2 separate regions of the Zea mays genome follow, and region 2 is linked to region 1. The links are chromatin contacts, called in public Hi-C maps. All regions are on one chromosome and are shown on one strand. The core of a region is the stretch at or near the end of the contact, and the rest is flanking DNA. Distances in the headings are between cores, read along the strand shown. Region 1 holds the start of LOC100285752 (cyclin delta-3). Region 2 has its middle 36 kb from the start of LOC100282883.

What was found. Hi-C and Micro-C count contacts between places; a contact is called where the count stands out from the background.
Region 2: a contact with region 1 is called in a Hi-C map of endosperm, with 4 times the contacts expected there. The contact joins the enhancer-like site here to the promoter of LOC100285752 in region 1. A contact is called at or near these places in 5 of 25 Hi-C or Micro-C datasets (ear, endosperm, leaf and 1 more) and 1 of 3 datasets of contacts at active chromatin or transcription factors (leaf).

Annotation. Positions count from the first base shown.
Region 1 is chr2:167,748,525-167,755,628 of Zm-B73-REFERENCE-NAM-5.0, forward strand. It overlaps LOC100285752 (cyclin delta-3), which reads left to right and starts at 4,355. Exons shown (of 3, transcript NM_001372330.1): 1 at 4,355-5,303; 2 at 5,409-5,536; 3 at 5,625-6,385. The coding sequence starts at 4,661. The coding sequence ends at 6,029.
Region 2 is chr2:167,852,625-167,859,728 of Zm-B73-REFERENCE-NAM-5.0, forward strand. No RefSeq gene overlaps it. Among protein-coding and RNA genes, the nearest start is that of LOC100282883, 36 kb to the right of the region's middle. Within about 2 kb of position 3,892, at least 15 of the 20 cell types and tissues checked have an H3K27ac peak or open chromatin away from gene starts, as enhancers often do. A contact at or near this core is called in ear, endosperm and tassel, where this site is marked.

The DNA of each region.
Region 1 (7,104 bases), core at 3,105-5,604:
TCGTTGCTTTGTAACTCATGAGGAATTGTTTCAGATCAGAATGGCCATCGTACATGGGTAGCTGAGGTGTCTTGTACGAAGGTGGGCATGGTACTGCTTGCAACTCTGTAGCTAAAGGAGAAGCATCACCATAAGCAAAATTATCATGGTTAAAAACTTCGTACCACATGTCTTCGTGGTTTGGGCCTTCATGCCGAAGGTCTCTCTGATGCTGCCGATACTCTTCATGCTCAGTGTCACGCGCAATGTTTCACATTTCTTCAACTGCTTCGTCGATCTTCTTTTGCAACTCGAACAACCGAAGCATCTTTTCTTTCCTTTCTCCACCTGTTGATGGATGGCTTCGAGGTTGTAGATTTCCTGGTCCAGCTCATCATCTTGTGGAGTTGGGCTAGCAGCTTTCCTTTGTGGCTTCGAGGCTCTCTTAAGAGAATTTCGTCTTGATTGGTGTCCAAGGGTGCGAGAACAGCCCCGGGCACCGTTATCTTCTTCGGCGGCATGGCGAAGGTGGTCATAAGTGAGTTTACGAGAGGTGGGCGCCAATGTTGGTCACTCGTTCTCAGTTGCTATACACGATTAAAAATAAGGCAACACAATGTTATAAAGGTAATTAACCTTCGTCTTCAAATAGCTATCCCTTTGGGATAACCCCTTCGAAGGCGAAGGTTAAAGCTTAATTAAATGAATCACTTGAAAGTATAAAGGTGAATACGCGAAGGATATGGGGAAGTTTAACATGCTAACTCATCTCAGGTGTTTTTACCCTTTATTTCCTCCTCCATACATAACATATTTACAATTGTACCTTCGGCTCCTTGGTGTAAGCTAGGGCGAAGGTGCTTTAAAGAAGGAATTACACATGGTCGTTATCAGCCTCCAAAAAGGTACTTTATGCAGGACATTGTTCATCTATTTATAGGGGAACATACAACTTCGTATGAAATTACAAATATGTATGTAAGACCAGTACATATGATTTACAAATGGTGTGAGGGCAATATTGTCTTCTGCCTTTAGCATTCTAAATGACACCTTCTCCCAGCTTTGTTGATCTTCTATCTTCGTCTCCTTGTGTTGCTATGCCGAAGCTAACATCTTTGTCTTTCTCCACGCCCTGCTCCGAAGGTGTTTTGTCGCTGAAGCTCCTGCGACACTTAATGACATGTTGGCAATCAACAATTAAATGTGTTTTTGAGGACCTTTGAAAGATGAAGGCCCCCAACAATGACTTTCCTTAATGGAGAGCTAGATGAAGAAATTTATATGGATCAGCATGACGTATTTATAGCATAAGGACAATAGGGCAAGGTGTGCATATTAATTAAATCCTAGTATGGCTTAAAGCAGGCACCCAAACAATGACATGAGAAGTTCGATAAAACATTAACATCCATTGGGTTTGCTGCAAATGAAGCTAACACTTGTGTGTACTATAGCTATGGTGGGGGCAAACGAGTAATCCTACGCTTGTATGTCGATGATGTACTAATTTTTGGGACAAGTCTCAATGAGATAAATGATGTAAAGTCATTCTTATCCCAAAATTTGACATGAAAGATCTAAGGGAAGCTGGCGTGATCCTTAATATTAAACTTATTAAGGGTGAGAATGGGATTACTCTTTTGCAGTCTCATTATGTGGAGAAGATGTTGAACCACGTTGGTTATATGGATAGCAAGCCTTCTCCAACACCCTATGATCCTAGTCTGGTACTTTGAAAGAATAAAAGACTAGGAAAAGATCACCTAAGATACTTCCAGATTGTTGGCTCTTTGATGTATCTAGCTAGCGCAACCCACCCTAACATTTCATTTGTTGTAAGCAAGCTAAGTAGATTCTCAGCTAATACAGAAAATGATCATTGGCGTGGTATTGATCATGTAATGCGTTATCTGAAGGGTACAATGAGTCATGGAATTTACTATTTAGGGTACCTAAGTGTACTTGAAGGATCTAGTGATTCAAATTGGATAACAGATGTTGATGAGACGAAGGCAACTAGTGGATATATATATATTCACACTGGGTGGTGTCGCCGTCTCTTAGAAATCATGTAAGCAGACAATACTTACAAAATCCACCATGAAGGCAGAGCTCGCAGCTCTGACACAACTTCTATAGAAGCTGAGCGGTTAAGAAAACTGTTGGTGGACTTACTGGTGGTTGAGAAACCAATTCCTGCCTATGTGATCAGAGCACCCATGTAAAGCGTTGACTAAAAAGTCTATCAGGAACTGTGATAATCAAACGATGATCACAAATGTGAAGAATAGTCAGGATAATATGAAGTCCAATAAACATGTAAAGCGTTGACTATAAAGTCTATCAGGAACTGAGAAGCTCTGTAGTAATATATGTGGATTATATCTAGACAGCTAAGAACCTGGCAGACCCTTCACTAAGGGACTATCACGTACTATGATTGATAATGCATCGAAGGAGATGGGACTAAGACCCATTTGAGTTAACCTCAGTGGTAATCCAACCTATGTGATCAGAGCACCCATGAATTAGGATATAGGAAGAACAAGCTGTTGGTTAACATGAGAGTACACCTTACTTCTAACCCACTCCATTGTAGATGTAGTACTCTCATTTATGTAAGGTAGGTTGACTTAGTCTTATTGTGTTCTGAGGCTTTATAGCAAGATTCTATCCTACATAGTATTCTTGTAAGATCACACCTATGTGAACTCAACTGTTGGTTGCAGTTTGTAGGATTTGGGAATTCTTTAAGAAGCTCGTGAAGAGAGACAAGAGTATGACCTATACACTCCACTCGTGGGGTAGGCAATTGGTAGCCTAGTATGAGTTCAGACGTTGAGTGAAACTTGTTCACACCAAACTGCCAATTCATGGCTTAGTCTATTGTGCAGTTGTGGATGAGCCTAACTAGTCGTTCTAGGTGGATGTTCAACCTTAGCTGGTATCCACCGAAAAGCTACTATATTAATAGTACTTTGGTATAGGGAGGATGAAATGTGCCTCTGTGATCTGGTGGGGGATTGCTAGAGAATTTGGGCTTGACCCAAATAATAATTTCTGTAAATCCCAAAGACCCACTCACACATGCATGGTATGGTGGGAACTTTAATACCACCTTGCTACTCTAGGTGGAGTGAGGCCAACTTAAATAGTTGAGTTGTATCCACCTGGTTGAAGCCATTGATGAGACGAAAAGAGAGAACCCACGCGCACGCTTGCCGCGCCTTGTCGGGCTGGGCCGGGCGGGCCAATGGGTGTGGGCGCACGACATGCGTGTGAATGGTTCGACGATTTCTCGCTTCCGGCCTTGAGGGTGCACGACTTTCTTTTGCTACTTGATATTTTGCATGTCCGGAGAAAAGTACGCTGACCTATTTTGGTAAGCAATTATTCTCGCATTAATTGTGATTGATTGTCATGTTAGTGCTGTAATTACGTGGCTGATTATTTGTCTGCTTTGGCCACGTCAAGTGTACATATCAAGGGTGAGACGTCGTTCCTCAGTAAATACTTTTCTCCTCACACCAGAGCGCTACACTGCCTTCGTCTTCCCCATCCCGCTGCCGATGTGCCATCGAGTCGGGAGAGTAGGATCTCCGAACCCTATGCCCCCTCGTGTCACTGCATAGGGTAAGGTCCATATCAGGTTTTTAGAAAGCGTCGTCACGACTGCTCGCTGTTTGTCTGCTTTCTCTACGACGACGTCGTCGTGCTCGCTGGTCTACTACGTCTACTCTTGTGCTTGTTCTAGCGCCTGCAATCTCACTATATGAATGTTTATGCGGATATTTATTTCTGTCACTAGCACTAGTATACGAGCTGTTAGTGAATTATATATATCGAGCATGCTGTTGTTTCTTGTATTATATTATTATAATCAATTTGTTCATTATAAATTGCTATTATTTCCAACAATTAGTGTCGTTAGATGAAAATACGTTTTTTTTTATATTTCAAAGTTTATGGCAGGGAATAACCAAACGAAAGTTGTCCTGATTGGAACGGACAGTTGGGACCGTGCTGATTGGAACGGACAGTTGGGACGAGATGAGAGGGAGAGGTACTGGTCTACTGGAGGTTAGTTTGTCCTGATGTATGCAGTAGACCAAGAAAGGGTAGGCACGAAAAGCCCCTACCCACTTCACTGGTCATTCGGAGACGGACGGAGAGGCACTAGCTAGTGTGCAGAGTGCAGTGCAGCTGCTGCGCGTCGCTGCTCCTGCCTGGGGAACCCAAAAAGATGTTGGAGGGAAGCCCGAAAATCAAAAAGCCATGGACTGGACACAAGCTCGGCCCCTCTCCCTCTCCACGCCGCGGCAATAAAGAAGCCGCTGTGCAGCATGCGTGTCACACTCTCCCGCTCGTCCCTCCCGCATTCTCTCTCTATCTCTTCGTCTTCCTTTCCTCCTCTCGAACCCCAATAAAACCTCACTTTCCCTCCTTGCCACTTCGGATTCTCCTCCTCTGCCTTTCGCTTCGTCACTCGCCACGCCACGCCAAAGACCAAGAAAAAAAAGGACGATTTTTTCCTAGCTGCAACTTCCCTCACGCCATGGAGGAGGAGATGCCGCTGCAGCTGCTCTCCGCTTCCTCCGCCGCCGTCGCTGTCTGAGCTCCCCCTTCGCTCGATCTCTCCATCGGGCCGGGCCTACCTCTCCTAGCAGTGAATCAAACCATGGCAGCTTTCGCCGCGCTGTTCGACCCCCTGTACTGCCCGGAGGAGCACCTCGATCTGTACCGCGACGAACCCGGCGAGGGTGCGGACGAGCAGTGGCCGGGCCAGCACGGACAGCAGGAGCCGGCTGTCCTCGACGACGAGCTGCCGGCGCTGTTCGAGGCACACCGGGCCAAGGAGGGGGTGGTGCTGGCGGAGGATGGCGGGTACGGCGGCGCAGCTGGGCGTGAGGCCGCGGTCGGCTGGGTTTCACGCGCCGCGGCGCGGCTAGGCTTCTCCGCGCTCACCGCCGCGCTCGCCGCCGCCTACCTCGACCGCTGCTTCCTCCCCGGGGGCGCGCTCCGGCTCGGCGACCAGCCCTGGATGGCGCGCCTAGCCGCCGTCACCTGCTTCGCGCTCGCCGCCAAGGTCGAGGAGACGCGCGTGCCGCCGCTCCTCGACCTCCAGCTCTACGCCGCCGCTGACGCCGCGGATCCGTACGTATTCGAGGCCAAGACGGTGCGCCGGATGGAGCTGCTCGTGCTCTCCGCGCTTGGGTGGCGGATGCACCCTGTCACGCCCTTCTCCTACCTCCAGCCCGTCCTCGCCGACGCTGCGACGCGCCTGCGTAGCTGCGAGGGCGTCCTGCTCGCGGTCATGGCCGGTGCGTGCTCCTCCATTGTGCGAGTTCCAGATTTCCAGCCAGTGGTAGTGTAGTTGCATTTCCGTGCCAAAGACTTGATTTTTATGTGTTCGAAAAACATGGCAGACTGGAGGTGGCCTCGGCACCGGCCTTCGGCGTGGGCCGCCGCCGCGTTGCTGATCACAGCCGCCGCCGGCGACGGCGGCGACGGCGACGGCGACACGGAGCTCCTGGCGCTCATCAATGCCCCCGAGGTCAGCGCAGCACAATGCCATTGCATCAGCACAATACTGTAGGCTGTTGTGAGACTGCGTTGATAACCAACCGCTGGACGCGTCGCAGGACAAGACCGCCGAGTGTGCCAAGATCATCTCCGAGGTGACGGGCATGAGCTTCCTCGCCTGCGATGTCGGCGTGAGCGCCGGAAATAAGCGTAAGCACGCGGCGGCGCAGTTGTACTCGCCGCCGCCGAGCCCGAGCGGCGTGATCGGCGCGCTGTCCTGCTTCAGCTGCGAGAGCTCGACGTCCGCCACCGCTATGGCTGCGGCGGTCGGCCCGTGGGCGCCGTCGGCGTCCGTGTCCGTGTCGTCCTCTCCAGAGCCACCAGGTCGGGCCCCCAAGCGCGCAGCGGCGGCGTCGGCGTCGGCGTCGGCGTCAGCCGGGGTCGCGCCACCGGTCCAGGTCCCGCATCAGCTACCCCCCGACGAGGAGAGCCGCGACGCCTGGCCGTCCACCTGCGCCGCGTGACGCACCGTGCCGGAAACGGTGCCTATGGCGAGACCGCCGTTCGGTGGCGGTGGAGAATGGAGAACAAGGAGCATCATTGGCTCGCGTCGGTGAGCAGGAGAACGAACTATTTTGCCCATTGCCGTGACAGATGGGGGGCAAGAGAGATAAGAAAAGATGTCCTTGTTTGCATGCTTATGGCGGGAGTAATGTTTGCATGCTTGTGGCAGCACATTTTGCAATGATGGTTCTCAGAGAACTTAGCTGGAGGTGGAAGATGATTAGCGGATAATTTGCCGTCGAGATCGATGGCGATTTAGTATTTGTTGCAACTGTAGTGATGCTAGTTCTTGCCGTGTTCTTGTTGGTTCTTGGCATTGCTTGCTTGGAAGGGGCCTCCGACCTCCGTTGTCCTGTCTGCTGCAGCGGCCACTACTGTAGCAGCACTGCTCTCGCCCTGTGGCTGCGCCTGCCTCGCGTTTCCCTCCACTACTGTCTCGATTTCATTTCCCTCCTCTCTCTCTCTCTTTATCTAGACCTCCCTTCGATGCAAATGCTGCAGCTCCCCGCTACCCCCCACGAAAATGAAATGAAATGCAACGCTCGGGAGATGAGCCTCCATTTAATGTCAACCCTGCCTAGTTTTGTGGTACTACTACCAGCTCTTCAAATCTTGTTTCATTGTAACGATAAATCAATAAATGTAGCACCCCACATTAAAATCCTTGTTTATTTGTCCTAGCATGAATTGAATGTTGCTGGGAATGTTGTCTCTGAACTTGAAGAGTGTATGTGCTGGGCGTATTAATGAGCGGGGAGGGAGCGAAATTAAAACTATGACACGAGGCAAATGTTTCTTGTGCCATTAGGTCAGCTGTGTTTTGAAAACGGTGCAAAAAAGTTTTATTAACCAGCTTTTTTGCTTGACTTTAATCTCTACCTGCTTCTATTAATTATACAATGTTTTTGTCTCTATAAATTAAAGGTGCAGCAGTACAAACAATTTAATCCTCCATACGAAAACGATTCACGCGCTCATACATTTTGAAGTGGCATTAGAGTAGGTCGTGTAAGAGACATGTTCTCTGCAAAAGGA
Region 2 (7,104 bases), core at 2,642-5,141, 100 kb after region 1:
GCATGGGCTCATAGCGCTGAGCTTTGATCTCCGCCTCATAGACTTGCTCAATAGAGAATTTATCGGTCGCTCCGCCTCATAGACCTGCTCGGTGGGGACTTGGTCGGTCGCTTCGCCTCGCTGACTTTCTTAGCGGGAACTTGGTTGGTCGCTTCGCCTCGTAGACTAGCTCGACGGGGACTTAGTCGATTGCTCTGTCTCGTAGACTTGCTTGGCGAGGACTTGGTCAGTCGCTGCTCCTCGCAGACTTGGACCTGCTCGACGGGGCCTTGGTCGGTAAGGAGGTTATGGGCCCTATTATGGGTACCTCATCCCTAGGTATCCAACAAGTAGTTTTGCTGACCCCCAATCTTCATCTCTTCTTGGCTCAATGTCGTTTAGATGTGTCTTAGGTGGCCTGTCGACTTCAGGACAACCATAGGGTCTTTTCTCCCTAACGGGGTCCCTCCTAGGGGCGAGATCTAGGTTATGTAGATGATTCACAAAGCTCTCTGTGTGCCTCGCGGACGGTCCATGCTTACACAGAGCAGATCGGAGCCCCTCCGCGCAACCGCGGACCGTCTGGTGCTTACACAGAGAGGATCCCAAGGACCCCAAGCCGTGCACCGGCCCTAGGGTTCGTATGGTGATTATCCCAAAAGCTATCCAACACACTTTTTATACATGAATGGTCTGCACGCCTCGTAGAGAAGACCAGAGCCGCTCTGCGCAGTCGCGGATGGTCCATGCTTACGTTTAGAGGAACCCAAGGACCTACGCGCCGTGCATCGGCCCTATGGTTCATTTGGTGATTGGCCCTAAAGCAATACAAACTATCTCTTTAACTTAATACAGTCTCCATATAAGTTTCATTCTCATTTAATATTATACACATCAGCAGATTTATAAAAAGAGAGAAAGAGTTTGATCTAGATTAAATCTATTGTCATAATCATCTACACAAAAGATGACATGACAGTTTTAATAAAACCCTCTTTGGAATATAGAAAAGGCAAAGAAATTACACATGGATGCAGCTGCAAAAAAAGATTGAAAAACAAAAAATTGAAAGGAATAATCATTTGGATGGACCATAATAAAGACGTAGGATGTTTACCGAGAGGTTTGAATGCATGCTAAGTTTCTTATAATTCTCCTCAAAGCAGCATTTAAGGCGTTGGTCACCTGTCTAGGATCCTATGGAGGACCGAAACAGGGCAACAAAATTAAAGTCATGATATCTCCTCCCCTTTAACCTTCTTACGGAGAAGAAATATATTAAGGGGAAAAGATATTAGTGAATACAAACATGTAATGATCTAAAGAATAAAGGTATGGGAACTATTTGTCATAAACTTGGTGCTTTATCATTTTTCCCTCGGTAATGGATAATTATGAATATACCTTCCAGGCACCTAACGGGTGTTCGAAGAGGTTAGAATATTAAAGCTTTGAATATAGAGCCACTTGAAAATGTATGAGCACATGAATTGTCCTCCAGCTGAGTCTCTGTATGGGCATTGTATCTCTATTTATAGGAGCAACTCGATGTACAACTCCTTATGAAATTACATTTGTGTACCCAAATCCTATACATACAATCTATAGAGCCCATCGAGGGCATTGTAGTATTTTTTCTTCTTGAGACATGTTGGGCACGCTGCTTAAGTCCTCCTTCGTCTCTTGGTTGCTTCGTGGTGCTTCGTTTGTCTCCCTCATCTCCTGCATTGAAGCTGTTACTTTTTTTGACGAAGGTTACTTCGTTGTTCCTAAAACAAGTTTGAAGATAGATGACATTGATGAGTTTGAGGACCTTAGGCAAAGGCACACCCCAATAGTAGGAAATTTCGTACATTATTCTTATGATTTTTCCTATGAAACAAATGCATGAACATTAGCAATTCCTATACGATTCTCAATCCTATGTTTTTATGTCATGAAACTTGGTCAAAGAGACGAGTAACATGAACAACACTCAAATCGATTAGGAGGTGTTTGAGACTGCTCTACTCTACCACTTTTAGCTATGCTCAACAACACTACCGTGGAGTAGCTCCACTATAGAGTTTGTAAAGTTTTTAAATTGTTTGGGTTGCAGGAAACTCCAGCTTTAAAAATGTCAGACTTAACATGAAATGTCTATTGTACCCTTCAAATTTGATCCCATATGTCATACACTCATTTCCTTGTGTTCTTCTTTTTCATTGGTTGCTAAACCATGCACACCATCGCTTGGACAACACATACTTGACAAAATAATCACGACATGTTGATGTTTGCACCACAGATGAATAATGGTGGTGGGTCGAGTTTGTTGTGACAACTCTCCATCTCCTTGGCATATCGTCGAACGCCTTGTGCGCTACTTTCATCATGTCGCACATGCTTTCCTTGCACAATAGTTGACGCACCCACATTGCCGCTACTAACCTCATGCTACAGTTGATCGCTCGCGTCGCTGCTACCGTGTGCCGCCTCTACCAGACGGTATGCGCAGCGTGCTCCCCGTCCTTAGCTTGCTGGAGAGGGAGAGGCCAAGCCCATGCTCTGTAGATGCCAACACGAGTTCCATGATGGTGTCTATGAGCAGTGAGGCGAGCCATGGAGATGGGAGGAGAGGGAGTGTTGAGCTCCATGCCCCTGTCCAATGAGCCCTGCTACTACACTCAGTGCCCCACTCACTGAGCTTCGGCATCGAGCTCCACGCTCGAGCCCCAATGCTAAGCTTCGAGCTCCGTGTCCTCGGCAACAAGTTTCACCGTGACAGTGAGGCTTGTGTTGGTCTTGGGTGGGGAAACGAGCGGAAAGAAAATAGAACGAAACGAACTGGTATGTTGTGTAACCAATGGTATGGTGGTTTCATACCAACTCCATGGGGGCAGTGGAAACATGAATTTGTGGAGCACCTCTTTTGAGGCTCCACCAAATTGGAGTTGAGGTAAACTCCAAATATTTTAGGTGTGGAGCTGGTTGGAGTTGGGAGTATTTGGCAATTGATTTGTGGAGCAGAGCTAAAATTAGTGGTGTAGAGTAGTCCTAAACATCCCCTAAAATGCACTCTCGTATTGTCAAGGTGTACAAGGCGAGGACATAAGTACCATGTTATTTAAGAAGAGATGTGATGCTTTGATGGAAAATAATTATAGATCATACAAGTGTTTTTATCCCATTCTGAACATCAACCTTACCTAGTTAATCTATAGGACTAACATGTTGTTTGGTTACAAGCACGTAAATGCAAACGGCAATGGAATGAATACCTCTACCATATGGAAGAAGGTAACTAATACCCTTGATTGTTTGGTTCATGTCGTTAATGGAAAAAAAAAGCTCGAAGGAACAGGAAGCGCGGGCGACGGGATTTATTTCATCTCTTGATGCCGCGTTATCGCATTTCAAAAAAAACGTGGGGTCTGATTCCACGATATTCATTCACAACATATCGGAACAAAACACAAACTAACTAACGTAATCGCCATGCGCTGTAATCAGTCCCATGTCAAAACGGCCGAACCAACAGCATCTAAGTGCTTTTTTTATGTTGACGATCAAACTAGAAGCTTTTAAGATCAGAGTCTGTTATTCTATTGTGTCTAATCTGTTTCACCAACTGAAGTATGGTATTAAAAGTATTGGGTTGACAAGAGGATCCCGGAAAAAGCAATGGCAAAAAGGACAGCCTTGGTTGATGAGTCACCAGGCCTCTTTGCACACCTGGCATGTGAGATGGAGGTGGCGTTCAACGTAGACTTTTGACCTTTTGTCGCACCAACCCAAAATGTCTAGCGACAGCAAGCACTGTACTACGTCCAAAGAGAAAGCAATGGGCTGGCAATGCTCACACAGCACAAGGAGAAGTTGTAGAGAGAGAGTGTGTGTGAGAACTTCCCCTTGGCCTCACACAACACAGCGTATAAAAAAGAGGACTACTACCAGAGCTAGAGAAGACAAATGGATCGACGTGAACTGTAGCTCTAGCACTGCTGCGCCATGTGAGGAGGGCGAGAGAGAGAGAGAGAAACCGTTTCTATGAGCTTTATTTTTTGCCAAAAAAAAAGTCACAAAGGCAAAGGGGGCAAATGTTATTGTTGGGGGGAACGGAACGAAGATCCACTTCCTTTCTACACGCCATATATATCCACCCAATTCACGTGAGGGGCATACAAGACATCAAAATAAGATCTAAGTATTTGAACACTTTGATTTTTGGCGTATTCCTATTACGTACATGTTTGGATATCCATATATTTACATTAACCCATACGTGCTAAAGTGATTTAATGTGAAGTTTAGTCATCCAAACCAGGCCTAAGCTAAGGGTCCTTGTATAATTTAGACAAAACTAATTAAATTAATATAAGCGACCAGCGATGCTTCCGCGGCGGTCAGTACCGATCGCACGTGAGGCCACGTCATCGACTTGTATCGGCTAGCGTTCGATCAAACCTTAGGCTGTCTTGAGCAGCCTTCTTATCTCGTTTCTTATTTTAAACTCTAGTATGTAAACAATACAATCTATAGTTTAAAACGATGTTTTGCACGACCATATGTACGACCTGTTGAAGACGACCTTACAAGGGATAGGGCTGAATAATAACAATGATAATGTGTATGAACTCGCAGACTTACTTTCTCCTGTTCTTTAAAAAATTTAAGGCATTGGAAAGTCTCCGTTCATATATACTCTTTTCGACTTCGATTTACAACATTATTTTGTTTCATCACATGGAATCTTCCTGTGAACAAAAGGTAGTAACCATCACTCATGGGTAGAGGGGAGACATTTGCTCTTCTGGTGTTTGAGATCATGGTAGCAGTAGCACTGATTAGAACGGGTGATGTGTAGGCTCTCTTGGTGGCGCATTCAATTGTTTCTCAGCAGCGCGCGGAAAGTCAAAGAAGAAAAACGAAGGGAGGGGCCACGACCTAGCAGCCCAGCACACGCTGCAAGGACCACACACAGCACACTGGTTGGGCACAGGGAAACACTGCCCAAAGCGAAGGGAGCGCTACCTTCGAAGCAAACAAGCACAGTAGTGTCCAGGCCAACCAACCAACCAACCAAACCTTCCTCCCTTCACACGCCTCCATCCGAAAAATAATGTGGGACGATACGTGCTGTTGTCCAGTTGGTACAGTAGCGGATCCAGAAACGAATTAAAGGAGGGGCTACTAAATTAACAGCCAACTGTGACACTAGTGGTCTAACGACAAACGACTGTTACTTTGCGATGGGTAACATGACCAATTGGCTATTACCACTTGCCGATTTATAACCTAGGCATGGGTGTCTGTCGACCGTAGTCGTGTCATGGAGTAGATGGAAGGCAACCACCAGTCAGACAGCAACATGTGTGTCAAATATCAGATGACTGGGGGTTAGGATGCAAACTAGCTAGGACGACCGCGTGTTGGATAAGGACATTTAATCTTTTATTGTCTTTACGGATGAAACTAAATCAGTAGTCACTAATATAACAATTGAATCGTTAACATAACATTTCATGTGATAATCCTCGTAAAAACGGTAAAAATAGATTGTCATATTAGATGTGGACATAACTGATATATGGTGGCTTAAGAGTGAGACATTTGAGCTATGCACTAGCCGAGCCCGAGCCGTGCGTGTCTTTATTTGTGCCAATGCCAGCATGGGCACACACACTATGCATGCATGTTATTACTGGTTATTATGTCGTTGTGTGATTTCTTTGTATATATCAAGCTATAGCTAAGCTTGTGTCACATGACCCAAAGTGTAGTCATGCTCACCCTAGACCGATTTCATTGTCCCTAGAACGCCCTTGATTTGTGCTTTAATTTGTTGGGAAGAGGTCAGATTGACGACCAAGACCACACCGTGGGTGCCATTGCTTTATCCAACATACATTGTAACGTAGAGAGTCAAATTTGCCGAGATCATATGTCAACTGGTGGTCCAGGTTAAAACAAGAGGTAAGGACGTACGAGAGCAGGTACTACCAAATTAAGGGAACACTGGTACGGTCGACAATCTAAAAGGTTGCCCCATGCCATACCATGCCCCACATTTGACTTAGGATGTTCATCGACAATGCAAGAAGAAACAACAACTGTCGGCAGATGCATATGCATAGTCGATCTCAAGCACGCGTATCATGCGAACTGTGTGGAGAAATCTGGGCTTGTCTTGTTGACAAGATGACACCGATAGAGAAGCTTATTATACTCTAATAAAACAATACCAGAGAAGCAAGCATATATATATATATATATATATATATATATATATATATATATATATATATATATATATATATATATACTCTCTGTTTTTTTGTTGTCGCTGGATAGTTCAATTTTGTACTATCCAGCAACAACTAAAACGAAACGGAGAGAGTACGTACTTCCTTTGCTCGATCGAGAAATGACCGACACGTGAGATCGACTGTGAGAGCCATTAGCGTATACTCTCTCTCCGTTCTGAAATTATAAATGTATTTCATCTATATATATACCGTTATATAATCTACCGGTCTAAACTTTGCAAATCTCACCCAACCAAATCACACTCACACACATAATCTCCAAAAAAAATCTATCAAAAATAAATTGCACTTATATTTAACACACCAAATCAATGATTCGGATCGCTGGATAATCTTCTCTGTCTTACTTACTCAACTTCAATAAACAATATTATTTGAATCATTCTTTATCCCTCCCTTTTCTCGTGATCCGGTCTCCCCCTCCCCCTGACTCGCGTCGCCGCCACCATCGTCAACCTCTCCTACCACAGCTGCCGTCGTTGACCCCTCCTTTTCTCTCACTGAGATGATAGCGTTAGGTGAGCTATATAGTAATTAGTAAAAATTACATAAAATATATTTTTAATAGTTTGATTCTTAATTTCTTCTACAAATATTTTGTTACTTGCTCAAGAATTAATTATTATAAAAAGCGTTAATTTGAACAAAAATATTGGTACGAGTTTTATGCCAAAATATATATGTGTTTTTTTTAATCATTGTTAGTTAAAATTGACAGAAAATGTGTATATATCTGTATAAAATACGTTTACTGTGTTGTAGGACAAAGAGGAAGGACGTGACAACATGAACGTAAAAAGATGAATGGAACACCTAC